Regions from separate parts of the Mus musculus genome. Here region 1 is linked to region 2. The links are chromatin contacts, called in public HiChIP or PLAC-seq maps. All regions are on one chromosome and are shown on one strand. Each heading gives the region's core, a stretch centred on a gene start, on an enhancer-like site or on the middle of the called end of the contact. The rest is flanking DNA. Distances are from core to core; before and after follow the strand shown.

What was found. HiChIP or PLAC-seq counts read pairs in DNA pulled down with a chosen protein or histone mark.
Region 1: an H3K27ac HiChIP or PLAC-seq map of embryonic stem cells shows a contact between it and region 2, with 5 times the contacts expected there. The contact joins the promoter of Smarca5 here to the promoter of Tecr in region 2. A contact is called at or near these places in 2 of 39 promoter capture datasets (liver and pre-B cells) and 6 of 115 datasets of contacts at active chromatin or transcription factors (acute myeloid leukemia, astrocytes, embryonic forebrain and 3 more).

The regions. Positions count from the first base shown.
Region 1 is chr8:80,735,259-80,742,234 of GRCm38.p6, reverse strand. Smarca5 (SWI/SNF related, matrix associated, actin dependent regulator of chromatin, subfamily a, member 5) reads left to right here and starts at 2,776. Exons shown (of 24, transcript NM_053124.2): 1 at 2,776-3,312; 2 at 5,472-5,546. The coding sequence starts at 3,139.
Region 2 is chr8:83,591,394-83,598,179 of GRCm38.p6, reverse strand. Tecr (trans-2,3-enoyl-CoA reductase) reads left to right here and starts at 3,689. Exons shown (of 13, transcript NM_134118.5): 1 at 3,689-3,840. The coding sequence starts at 3,826. It overlaps D830024N08Rik (a long non-coding RNA gene), which reads right to left. Exons shown (of 3, transcript XR_003947410.1): 3 at 1,152-1,192.

The DNA.
Region 1 (6,976 bases), core at 1,527-4,026, 2.9 Mb after region 2:
TAGAATATATTTATAAGAAAAATCTATTTTCAATAAAAGAAAATGTTGCTTACCTTTTATTATTATTATTTATTTTTGAGGCATGGTCTTATGCAGCCTAGGCTCTTGAACTTGCTATGTAGGTAAGAACCACCTTGAATTTCTGACCCTTCCACTTATATCCCAAGTATTGACAGTACAGGTGTATGCCATCGTGCCCTGTTATATGTAGTCCTGGAAACTGAACACAGGGCCTCTTTCATGCCAGGCAAACACTCTACCATGCGGAGACGATCCTTGATCCCTTTATTCATTTTTACACTGGTGGGTTATCTCACCCAGGGCTATCTGCATACCAGGCAAGTTCTGGACCACTGAACTACATCTTCACCAGACCTTAAAAATCACATACACACCCACCATGCTCTCGTGGTAATTATAAGAGATGATGGTGAGTGGGTTCATCAGCTTCAACTAATCATTCATAATATATCTGTATTTCTGAACATCACATTAAATACCTTGAATAAACACACTTTCACTCTTGTGCTAGGGGTTGAAGATACCACTGAGCCAAACCCCTAGTTCATATAAACTTTATCTGTCAATTATACCTCTAAAAAAGCAGATAAGAAGTAGATTTTCACTACTACAACACACTTGTTTAAAAAAAAATTGTGAGACTGCTTAGTGGAGAAAGAGGCTGCCAGGACCCACATGACAGGAGAGAACCAACTCCTCAAATTTATCCTCTCACCTGTACACATGCAGACATGTGTGCATATCTCCCTACCATATATAATCAGAAAACAATGTAATAAAAATGAAATGCTGACAAGAATTAGAATATACAGCCCACAATCAATTTTTAATAATTCCACAAATATACTTGTTTGAACACATTTTTGAAGTACAAAACATTTTCAGATAGTACTTCATAATGAACATACTTTTATGTTAATGATTGTTAAATGCTACTAGTTCATTTTAAAGGTGTACAATATTCTTAATATTAATATGTTCAATTTTAGCCCTTTACTAGCTTTTTGCCACTATAAAGACTACGCTGAGAATTATTGTATTTAACCACATATATATGTAAGCATTACTATATCTTTGAAATACTTTTTAATACTACTTTTTGTTTTGTTTTTTTGTTTTTTCGAGACAGAGTTTCTCTGTATAGCCCTGGCTGTCCTGGAACTCTCTGCAGACCAGGCTGGCCTCGAACTCAGAAATCCGCCTGCCTCTGCCTCCCGAGTGCTGGGATTAAAGGCATGCACCACCACCACGTGGCTTTATACTACTTTTTAAAAAAAGATTTTATTTTGCTGGGTGGTGGTGGTGGCACAGTGTACACCTTTAATTCCAGCCTGGTCTAAACAGTGAGTTCCAGGACAGCCAGGGCTATAGAGAATAACCCAGTCTCACTCCCCGCCGGCAAAATATTTTTAATTATGCATATATGTGAGGGGGTTGAATCCCCTGGAACTAGACTTAACAGTTATGAGCTGACATACGGGTGCTGGGAATTGAACCAGTGCTCTTAACCTTTGAACCATCTCTTCCAGCTCCTTATATCTATTAGTTTTTGGAGACACTTTTAGTGTCTTTTAGTCTAGGCTGGCCTAGTAGCCAAGGATGACCGTGCCTACACTTCTCTAAGTGCTGGGATTTGGGGTACGAGTCACGGCATCCAGATTAAATAGTGCTAGGACTCAAGCCCAGGATTTCATGTATGCTCCCCAACAACTCACCAAATGAGCTACAGTATGTTAAACGAGAGCGTTTTCAGGTTCTCCATTTTAGTTAACGATTATTCGACTGGTTAAAACATTTGAAATTATATATGAATATTATCTATTCCAAGAAGTTTGAAAGTAACTCTGGAAAAGACTTTTTATTCAACATAGGTGGGGACTAAATAATGGGATTAATTAAGATAAAGATCTTTTGTGCCTGGGAGTAGGTGGGGGATGAATGGAACAGTGTTTATATTCCGTAGGATTCAGTAGCCTCCATGACAGCCTAAGGCAGGATAAAGAAGCAACACGAATAACGAACACTTGTTTCCTCGGTGTAGCCCTGGCTGTCCTGGAACTCGCTCTGTAGACCAGGCTGGCCTCAACTCAAGAGATCCGCCTGTCTCTGCCTCTGTAGTGCTGGGATTAAAGGTGTGCGCCACCACGCCTGGTAAACACTTCTTGAGACAAATGTGTATTTGTTTCATGCGAAAACTCGCCATCATTTGTCTGCCTTTATCTGCTGCCATTCTAACAGGGCAGCGCGTCTTCTGTCTTAACTTGAACTTGACAAACGCCGAACTCTCTAAACGAAGCCGACTGACGGAGCGAACACGCAGACTTTTTAATTCTGAGGTGATTTTTCTTCTCAGGCGTCCAACGTCACTTAACGTCACGCCCGTGAGCGAAGGCGGCAGGACGACGAAGGCCAGCCCAGGCCTTTGCTCCTTGCCTAACAGTCGCGCCGTTCCCAAGAGGGAGCCCTAGCGCGGCGGAAGACAGCGAGCCGAGCCGTTACGGGAGCGCCGAAGACCCAGCTCGCGTCACTCGGAGGAGCGGAGGCGCAAAGCACCGCCGACGCGCTTCCTCGAGGCCCCGCCCACTCGGCTCCACAGCCCGCTAGAGGCCTGGAGGAGGCGGGGCCAAGGAGGAGCATGCGCACGCGCCCTCGCGAGCCGGCCTTCTAAGGGGGAACGAGCGATCTCGCGAGGGTTGAGAGCGGGTGGCGTAGGTAGCTGTCCTGGTTGGCTGGAGAAGAGAATCCACTCCCGGAGAGGAGAAGGCGCCGGGAGGCCTCTGAGAACCTTCCGTTTTCCTTTCCCTTTCCCTCGGCCCTCCGCCTCCTCAGAGTCAGCCCGCCTTCCCTGACCTCCGTGACCCCGCTGGCCCCGCCCACTCCCGTCGACGTGATTCCCGCCGTGAGGTAAACGCCTGTGGAGCAGAGTCCCGCGGAAGAGGACGGCGAGGCGAGCGGCGCGGCTGGGCCGGCTCGGGTCGGTGGCGGAGCCCTCGCGCGTGAGAGCTTCCGGGCAGGTCTCACTCCTCCGGCGGCCCGGACGCCCGTGTCGCGCAGGCCCAAGCCGCTTCCCTCGGCGCCGCGCCTGCCCGTGGCCGCGGCGGGTGACGCAGCCGGAACATGTCGTCCGCGGTGGAGCCTCCGCCGCCCCCGCCTCCCGAGAGCGCGCCTTCCAAGCCCTCGGCGGCGGGCGCCGGCGGGAGCAGCAGCGGCAACAAAGGCGGCCCCGAGGGCGGCGCGGCGCCCGCGGCTCCGTGTGCTGCGGGCTCGGGCCCCGCGGACACCGAGATGGAGGTGAGCGCGGCCGTGCGCGGGGAGGGAGGGAGGTGGATGCTCGGCCGGCGCGTCTCCTGCTCTTCACCTTTACCTTTTCCCCTCGGTGTAGCTAGCCTAGCCCGACCGCGGATCGCTCTTACGAAACACATGTTCCTGATTACTGGGGCCGAGGGGACCCGTTTCCTCCATTGCCAGGCTCCCCCAGAACTCGCTCAATTTCTCCCGATTTAGGTTTTAGTTTGCACTAAACTTTGAGGAAGGCGAGGGAGATGCCCCTCCGGAGTGGGATTCCCGGGGCGAGGGGCGACGTTTCCCAGCGTCGCAGCTGGGGACTTGCGCCTCCAGTGCCTCATCCCCGTGCTGGCGGGGGCGGCATCTGTCTGTTCTGGGCAGAGACAATGGCGAGAGCTGGAGGGCCGAGTGCGCAGTGGGGATAAGCGGGGCGCAGCTGCTTGTGTGCAACGAGGGGAAGCCCCTCCCGGGCCCTGCTCCACCGGGAGGGGAACGAGCGTGACAGCCGCAGCACCTGTCCTGGATCCCCATCCAATTACGGGTGTATGCATGGAGAACTGAATGAATGGGAGCCTCGGGGAAGGATGATGGGCTTCTAGCTCTGCGCATTGCTTCCTTTTGAAGCCATTCGGAGGATTCGCTGTTGAACCACCTTCTTGGGGCTCCAGTGGGCCAGATGATGGTGACAATACTGGAGGAAGCGGGGAGAGAGTGGAAAATGGGGGAGCTGCCAGGCAGGTCTCTTTGGACATGCTCCCAGGCATTGAGTTGCCTGGGAACAAAGTTACTGCTTCCAATTTTTATTCTTGGCCTTGGCCTTGTTTTGAGGTATTCTGTAGTTCCAGTCTGAAGGAAGACTCCTGGGAGTTTTAATCCTCAGATTGGAAGCAATACTATAAAAGTGAACTTTAGTGCAGGATTTACACTATAAGGAAATGATGGTGCAGTCTGCATTACTTTTATGAGGCAGCTTGGGTGAAATAACGTTAATCTTTGAAACAACTTTTAGTGGGGAAGGTAGGTGTTAGTGTAATGCACCAATTTGAAGTGAATGCAGTTTCAATTTAAAAATGTACTTGATGCCCCCCCCCCCCTTTAAGGTTTTAAGTGGCCTTTTGAGTTTTTAGTGCTGTTTTACTTGGATTCTTAGATTTCTATTCCATGAAATAAAAGAATCTGGACACCAGTGACACTGGTGGCTTAGGCCTTTTAATCCCAGCACTTGGGAGGCAGAGGCAGACAGATTTCGGAGTTCCGAGTCCAGCCTGGTCTACAGATCGAGTTCCAGGACAGCCAAGGCTACACAGAGAAGCCCTGTCTCGAAAAAACAAAACAAACAAGCAGTAACTGACATAAACAGAAAAGAAAATGCGTGAAGAATAAGATTGAGAAAAAAATAGAAACTGTTGATATTCCTATACTGAGAAGACTCAGTTTACTCATCTGATTAATGAAAATACCACTTATTTTGTGTTTTCACATTTGTGTTTATATTTAAGTTTTAATTGAAAAATAGCAACTCAAAAATTAAAGTATTTTATTAGGGTTTAAATGCTCCTGGCTATTTTATTGTCCTTAAAATAATTATCATCAGACTGCTTTTCATCGTCTTAAGTGAATTTAGAGTCAGAATTAGTTTTGAGTTGAGTACACTTGCCTAATGTATTTGATGACCTTAGATACGTTTTACAGTTGGAAAAAAAGACATTGAATTATTTTTTTGGGTAATGTTCTAGGAAGTGTAAATTAGGGACTAGCTAATGCTTCCTTTCTTGTATACATTTCTATAAAATAGCACAGTAGGTAGATGGAATTTTATGATACAAAGAGAACTTTGTTCACATTCAAGTTACTTAATTTGTATTTATAATTTTATTGAAAAAATATAGATTTGTCCATATGGCTTGTATAGAAAGTAATTTTGCCTTAGGGTGTAAATGATATTTTTACCCCAAAAGTTATATAGTTTATAATTGGGAAAAGTGATTATCCCCATAGTATTTTATTTCATCCATATCAGGTTTCATGTCAGGTTATCTGATAGCCATTAAATATCTTGGGACGGGCCTTGGAGCAAGAATATTATTTACAATTTTTTTTAAAGAAATGAGTATAATGATAGTTGACAATCCTTAAACAATTTGATGATTTTCCTTTCCTACCAGGAAGTATTTGATCATGGATCACCTGGAAAGCAAAAAGAAATCCAAGAACCAGATCCTACATATGAAGAAAAAATGGTATGTTCTAGACATGTGAATACTTTATAATGAACTTCTTTGTTAAGATAATTAAATCTACTAAACTTATGTATTTACTTAGAAGCAGTCAGAATGTCAACAGAACAGCTGTTTTTTGTTTTTTTGCAGTTATAGAGTGGTATTCAGACAGAACAATTATCTTTGTATAAGCTTCATCAGAGACAACTGAAGATAAAACAAAAACAAAACTGAAAAAAACCCAAAATATTGCCCCTCCACATATATAACTAATTTGTGCTGTACATCAACAAGAACCTGTTTTAAATTTCCATGCCACTTTACAATCCCTAGACTGTACCAGGCAAAGCTAGTGGCTATTGAAAATATTACAGGACAGGGCTATCTAAAGATACATTCTGTAGTGTGTTAACTGTGCAAAGGAAAGACACTGTGCTGTTAGAAACAAATCTGACACAGCCTTACATTTCAATTTTTTTTCTTTAAATGGAGTTAGTTGTATTTGTGTGTGTGGGGGGGGTTAAATGTTTTATAGACAAGGAAAAAAACCTTTGAGAACCACCTTCCTCTTCCTCATCCTTTCATCCTCTGCTTCAGCTTCCTCCTTTTTCTTGCTCATTTCAGCCTTTACTAACCCTCCCCGCCCCCCTTTTTTGGCCACATCAGGTTTTCCTTTAGTTCTGTAAGCCGCACTATCCTTTTCGTATTTCTCCTTCAGGTTGGTAGGCTCCTTGTCACAGGGCTGCTTATCACCTGCAGCAGTGTTGTTCCACATCTCTCCCAGTTTCTTTGCAACAGAGGACCAACCAGGATGTCCTCCTTTGGTTTTTGGACAATACTCAGAACAGAATGGCAGGAGGCCTCGGGTGCTTTGGTGTCCTTGAACTTCAATTTGGTCTCCCCTTTGTGTGTGGGTGATGTGGGTTTTTATGTCAAACTTTGCCATGTCTTCAAATTTCCCCTTTTCTTTAGCAGCAGACATGGTCTTCTGCCTCTCTGAGCACTTAGGGAACCTGAGGAGCTGATAGAAGCATCCGGGTGCTGCTTCTTGTGCTCTTCTGGAAAGTTTGCACAAAGAATGCATATAGAAGACATTTGCCTTTTAGCTTCTTTGGGTCTCCTTTGCTTGCCCAGGGTTAGTTGGTTTTCCATTGTGAGACACAGAGTCACCCAGTGTCTGGCTCTCACTTGCTCTGTGGAGCTCAGTTTACTGTAATTTTGTGTTTAATTTTTATAAGTAGAACATAGATATCTAATTGAAATATGTATAACATGGGATATTGTTTGCCTACATAAACCAGACAAGTATTTTAGGAAGGCTACATAGTATGATATAATTACTCACTTGCATTAAAAAATACCTTTAAAGAGAGCATTGAAAATGATTGTAAAAAATTTCAGCAAATTGTTGTCTGTATGTCTAGTTTTGTTCTTCACTATGTTCAATGACT
Region 2 (6,786 bases), core at 2,440-4,939:
GAGTCTTGAAAAAGGGTTTCTCATGCCTGCACTGCAACTTCTGCCTGGTAGTACAGCTGTTGGGTCTTGGAGGGCACATTAATTCCCCGACTGGCACAACATCATTGAGACAATGTGCATGTTTATCTGTATTATATATAATTAAAACTAAACATAAAACAACATGATTCACTGTGGCTTTTCAAACACCCTTAGTGTTACTCATTACTCTTTCCTCCTTCTCATTCTGTATCGACATTTTCTTCCATTCTGAAGTTAAAGTCACCTCCATCCCCTGATTTCTTCCTTCATAACACTTGGCCCCCGTCACTCACTTCTCTGGTACTCCCCTGTTGTGGTTTTTTAACTTTCCTGGTTTCTGCAGGTCAGGTTATGGACCTAAATCTAAAGATTTGGAGCTAGGAGCCTCAAATTTGAGAACACCTGTGGCATTTCTCTTTCTGGGTCTGTGTTATTTCATTTAATAGGATCAATTTGAGTTCCATGTTCCATTCATTTCCCTGCAAAGCTTATTGGCACAAGCCATGTAGGAAAAGTTATGGTAAGCGAGTGAGTTTTCTGGAGATGGCCTACCATTTTGCATGGCAACAATGGGTGTGCTTTGAGAGACATGGACCCCAGAGATTTCGCCCCAGGATTGCTTCTTGCTGCTGCTGTGTCTTTCCTGCCACTATCACACAGGCTAAGGAATCCTGGGCATCAGCCCACCCTATTGAGCAAACTTCCTGCAGATCATTATGAAGGTGTACTTTCATGTAATAATGCTGTTTAGATGAATTGATGATTTCATAATTCCTGATAATGATTTTATAGAACTCTTGAATTGATTCAAGTAATTTTAAGCTCCTGGTAAAATAAAAAGCTGCAAATAGAGTTTTTAAAAAAATATTTATTTATTTATTTTTATGTATATGAGTACACTGTAGCTGTACATATGGTTGTGAGCCACCATGTGGTTGCTGGGAATTGAACTCAGGACCTCTGCTTGCTCCGACCCTGCTTGCTCTGCCCCAAGTTTATTTATTATTATTATATATAAGTACGCTGTAGCTGTCTTCAGACTCATCAGAAAAGGGCATCAGATCTCATTACGTATGGTTGTGAGTCACCATGTGGTTGCTGGGATTTGAACTCAGGACCTTCGGAAGAGCAGTCAGTGCTCTTAACCCGCCTTATAAGCCATCTCTCCAGCCTGTAAACAGAGTTCTTTGTTATGGCATGTAAATTGCACTAGGAAGAAAAATACACTTAGAACAAATCAATTATTCTAGATCAGGTCCAAGGATGAGGCCACAAGTGTGCACTATGGAAAAGCAAGGGCATGTGAAACTGTTGCTTTGAACTTGTGAGCTTATAGAATGAAACACTGCTTTGAACTTACTATTGACATCTTCTGGGACTCCCTTTTGTTTAGCATTTTATCTGTGAGGTAATTTTATAAAGAACTTTTGTCTAAGAAGCTATAAAAAGGCTGGGAGAAAAATAAATGTGTAGATGTCAGGCTGACTTCCTTTTTTATGTTTTTTCTTTCTCTGTGGAGCCAGTTATTTATTTCGTAGTGTTCTGCCTGCATATATACTGCAGGCCAGAAGAGGGCACCCGATCTCATTATAGATAGTAATGAGCCACTTTGTAGTTGCTGGGAACTGAACTCTGGACCTTTGGGAGAGCAGCCAATGCTCTTAAACTCTGAGCCATCTTGCCAGCCCTCACAAAGAGTTAATGAGCTTCTCGACAGGCCAGTGAGAGGCCCCTGAGTTAAAGAATAAAGAGTCCAAGTAATTCCATTTCTTTTCCTAATCTCCTACTGCTATCAGCAGGAGTCACTTGCCAGAAGCCACCAGTCCTGGTCCCCAGAACAGTAAAAGAGGGTTAGTGACCAGAGGGCATTCTCCTCTGCTCTGCGCCCCACATCGGTACCTGAGTGTCAGGGTGGAACCCTGACAGTTCACAATTTCAGTTTTCTTTACAGCAAAATAGTATTGCACAGAGTATATGTACCACACTGCCATTAGCCAGCCGTCGATCAGAGAATGTTTACGTACGTTGTATTTCCTAGCTACTGTGTATGGCAGCCAACATGGCTGAGCAAGTATCTGTGGAGTGAGAAGTCCTTTGGTCATATGCCAAGGAGCAGTATAGCTGGATTATATGGTTTATTTTTTTGGCTTTTTGAGAATTCTCAAACTTATTTCCATAGTGGCTACACCAGTTTGCAATCCTCCCAGCAGTGAACAAGGGGTTACCTTTCCCTACACGCCCTCTAGAATTTGTTAATGGTTGTTTTATTGGTTTTATCCATTCTGACAGAGATGAGATGAAGCCTCAAAGTTTAATTTCTGTTTCTCTAACTCTAAAGAATGATGAATACTTTGAGATATATGTTAGCCATTTGTATTTCTTCTACTGAAAACGTCTGTTCTGATCCACAGCCCCTCCCCCCTTTTTCTGGCAAGAAAGTCTACAATTTTATTGGGCCTGTTATATAATATTATTAAACTAACCCTAAATGCCATGTCTGAACATTTATTCCTGCAGTATATACATATATATATTCAGGCTGCAGACTACAGCAAGCAGAATCTGGCTGCACTAGGCTTTTAACATTTTATATTTACTTATGAGAGTGTGTGTATATGTGTGCTTGCACATGTGCCATGGTGTCTCTGTTCCGGCCTTACATTATGTGGGTCCCTGGGATTGAATTGAGCCCATTAGGTAGGATACCAAATGCCTTCATTTGTAATGTCTTTTTTTTTTTAAGATTTATTTATTCTATATATATGAGTACACACTGTAGTTGTACAGATGGTTGTGAACCTTAATGTGATTGTTGGGAATTGAATTTAGGACCTCTACACCTCTGCTTGCTCTGGCCAACCCCACTTGCTCCGGTCCAAAGATTTATTTATTAAAATAAGTTCACTGTAGCTGTCTTCAAACGCACCAGAAGAGGGCATCAGATCTCATTATGGGTGGTTGTGAGCCACCATGTGGTTGTTGGGATTTGAACTCAGTACCTTTGGAAGAGTAGTTGGTGCTCTTACCCACTGAGCCATCTCACCAGCCCCTGTAATGTCGTCTTTCTCTGCACTGTTCTCTGATGTCCTGTATTTTTAGACTGGCAGCACCTGTCATTTTTTTCCTGTATATTTCAAGGGCTCAGTAGCTACATGTGGCCAGTAGTAACCAAACTGTACACGATAACGCAGGCAGAGACAAAGGTGGTTTTGCTTCTAGGGCCAGCTCAACTGACAGGAGCTGTTTTAGGAGGGGCACCTGTAGAATGCGGTGCAGGTTTTCTTTTCCTTTCTCCATTCGTGATATCTGGAGTCCTTTCAAGGGTCCTGGTGATGGATGATAATCTGAGGTCTCATCTCTTAGATGAGCTTCTCTACATCTACGAATTCACCCCAAGCCTGGCTCTCCGGGCCACGCAGCTCTTTGTTCTCGTTTTGCCGCATTGACCCCTCAGCCTGACGTCGCTGGATTTCCACCGCAACACTGCAATGGGCGGAGCCAGAGGGCGCGCGGCGCCCAGGCTTCCTTTTGATTGGTGGGTGGCCGGGTTTTAATCTTGCTTGCCAAAGTGGGGGGGAGGGGGTCCGCTGCGCTCCTTGGATCGAGAAATCTGATTGGTCAGTTGTGTGGCGCGAGCAGTGGGTGCACCCCACGCTGATTGGCAGGAGGGACGCACGCATAGAGGGGGGCGGAGCCGGAGTCCGGGAGTGCTGCTCCCCGAGTGTGTGTGGAGCTGGGTGGTGTTTGGTGCGGTACGGCGGCCACTCAGTTGCAGCAGAGCAGGTGCCATCCTGTGGAAGAACCATGAAGCACTACGAGGTAAGCAGCGCGGGGCCCTGGGCCATGATTACCGCAGACCGCAAGTGTCCTGCAGGGCCTCGGAACCTTTTTTTATGGTCTGACTCTCCGCCATGGCGCAGGCGCAGTGTAGTCTCATTGCGCATGTGCAGGGGGGTATTTATAAACCTGCCACCCAGGTTGTTTGGGGATGCCTTTTCTTAGGGTCTTGCAGGGCCTAGGAGAAGCTTGCAGCTTCCTTGCAGCATCCTTGATGGCCTGAGTGGCAGGTGTTCAGGAGGAGTGCGGTGCGGAGCACTTGGTTTTGGTACGAACGATTCTCTTGCACAATCCTTGCACGTTGTCAGCGCCTCGGGCTCAGGAGGGGCTCTGCAGCCAGCCTGCCTCTTCCGACCTTCGCACCCACCTCGCCAAGATGCCTGGGCGGCGAGGGAGTTGGTTCCAGGGTCACGCCAGCCCGTGACCGCCAGGGAAGAAATCTGAATGCGCAAGACCATTCTGGAAGCTCATGTCTTCTGACTGTATCTTGGGTCACCTTTCCTCTTAAAACCAAATCTTCTAATGCTCTTCTCGACCTGATGATACTAATTTCGTTGTTGCTGACTTTTAAGTAATCATCATAAAACAGTAACTCACTGCTCACATTCATAGTAAGAATACATTAGTCAGGGCTAACTACCGTATTACTGAGGTTTTGTTATGTCCTCAGACTCATAGTCCTCTGCGGAGGGATTTGTAGTTTGTTACTATGTAGGTGAAAGTCAGAGATGTCCAGTGAGTTGTTGGAAGGTCCCTGCTAGTAATTGCAGAACAGAAAGGAAATGCAGATTTCTTTTCAAAGGCATAGTTTCTAACCACTAGCAGTGCGGTTCCGGGTAAATGAAAGCTGCCAAGCTGAGAGTTGTGTGTATTTCTCCCCTCAGATCTTAAATTTGTGATGAATTTAGTCAACCTCAGCCTAGCCTTAGGTTAGGGTTTTTTTTGTTTTTTTTTTTTTTCCCCTTCCCTGCCTGCTCCCTCAGTTTGTAGTGCTAGGCTTAGAACTCAGGGCTTTTCTCCTGCTAGGCAAGTACTCTAAACTCTCTTTGATCTTGTAAAACTGAAGCTGTACAGCAGTGTACAGTATCTCCCCATTCCCTCCTCCCCCAGCCCCTGGCAACCACCACTTGTCTCTGGAAATTGGCATACTTCAGGAACCTCCAATACATAGGAAATAATCCTATTTTTTTTTATCACAAGTTGAATACTAATATTGCTATTCATCTTCTGTATCATGATTATTGTTGGTAGTTTTCCCAGGGCCTGTGAAATGAATCTTGAAATCCCCAGTCTTTTTTCTTTTTTTTTTTTTAACATGATGCCAGAGGACCAGAGATGGGAGTCTGCAATCCTTACGCCCCATCAACTCTGTGCTTTCAAAAGGAGGTTTGTTCCCTGGGGTGTTTTTCCTTTCCCACCCCCTCTCTTGCTCTGGGGGAAAAGCCATGTTCAGTTTGAGAAGTACAGGCGGATGATGGAGTTTGCAGCCAATCATTTTAATTTGCTAGTAGAAAATCAGGCCAGGTAGGCTTCTGAGACTTGGGGCGGGTGCTTTGTTTCAAGGAGTGTGAACACAGCCTGAGGCTCACAGTTTGGCCTGGAAAACTTGATCTGGTTTATTTCAGAGCCTGATTTCTCCCAGTGCCTCGATGGGCTGATGGTAGTTCCTCCGGCAGAGCAGTTGTATGCACAAGTGTGCACACACGCGGCTCGGAGGCTCTGGGTTCCACAGCAGCACAAAGGCAGGGAAGAACCAAACTGGGGAATAGGGGTGGAGCTCATTTGGTAGAGCACTTTCCTAACCTGGGTCGGATCCCTGGCCCTGAGGAAAACCCGGCAAGCAAGCTGGTACACGCCTGTAGTTCCAGGTCTTGGGACATGGAGGCAGAAGGATGCAAGGTTATCTTCAACTACATAGTGAGTTTGATGCCAACTGGGGCTAGAGATCCTGTCTCAAAAATGCAAACCAAATGAAATAGACAAAAATAAATAAATAAATAAATAAATAAAAACAAAGTTTGAGGGGCCTGGAGAGAACACCACAGGAAGACCAACAGAACCAAGTAACCTGGACCCTTGGGGTCTCCCAGAGACCGAACCACCCACGAAAGAGCAAACAAAGGCTGGACCTGGGCCCTCCACACATACGTAGCAGATGTGCAGCTTGGTCTTCATAGACAACTGGAGCAGGGACAGAGTTCCTGACTGATGCCTGCCTGTGGATCCTGTGTCCCTAACTGGGCTGCCTTGTCTGGCCTCAGTGGAGAGAATGCGCTTGGTCCTGCAGTGACTTGATGTTCCAGAGTGGGTTGGTAACCAGGGGGGCTTCTCTTTTATCAGAGGAGAAGGGGAGGGGGTGGGGGAAGCTATGTGAGGGGGGCCGGGAGGAGAAAGGGGGCTGTAATGAGTATGTGACATGAATAAATAAATAGATAAATAAATAAAATAAATGGGAAAAAACCCCAAAAAGCCAATGTGACCTTGGTGAAAAAAAAGTTATTTCATATATATATATATATATATTTTTATTCTCTGTTGACATTTGTTTAATACACACTGAGGCCATAGTTTTGGGACAGGAGCATCTGCTATCTTCTAGCCCAGTTTGCAGAGCCATTTGCAGTACCATTTTATTGGTACAGACCAATAAAAATGGGAGAGATGCTTTCATAGTTAAGATGGGGAAAAGTGTCAGCTTAATCCCCATTAAGAGCAGAGCTCTGGGCTCTTAGGCCTGCATGCAGGAGACCCTGAGTTCCAGCCCCAGCCCTGGATAAAACCAGGCGTGGTAGTTGATGCTTGTGATTGATCCCAGTACTTGGGAGGTGAAGGCATTAGAATTACAAGTTCAGAGTCATCCTTGTCTAGCTACATTGTGAATTCCAGGCCACCCTGGTAGGATGGCTCAGCAGGTAAAGGTGTCTGCTA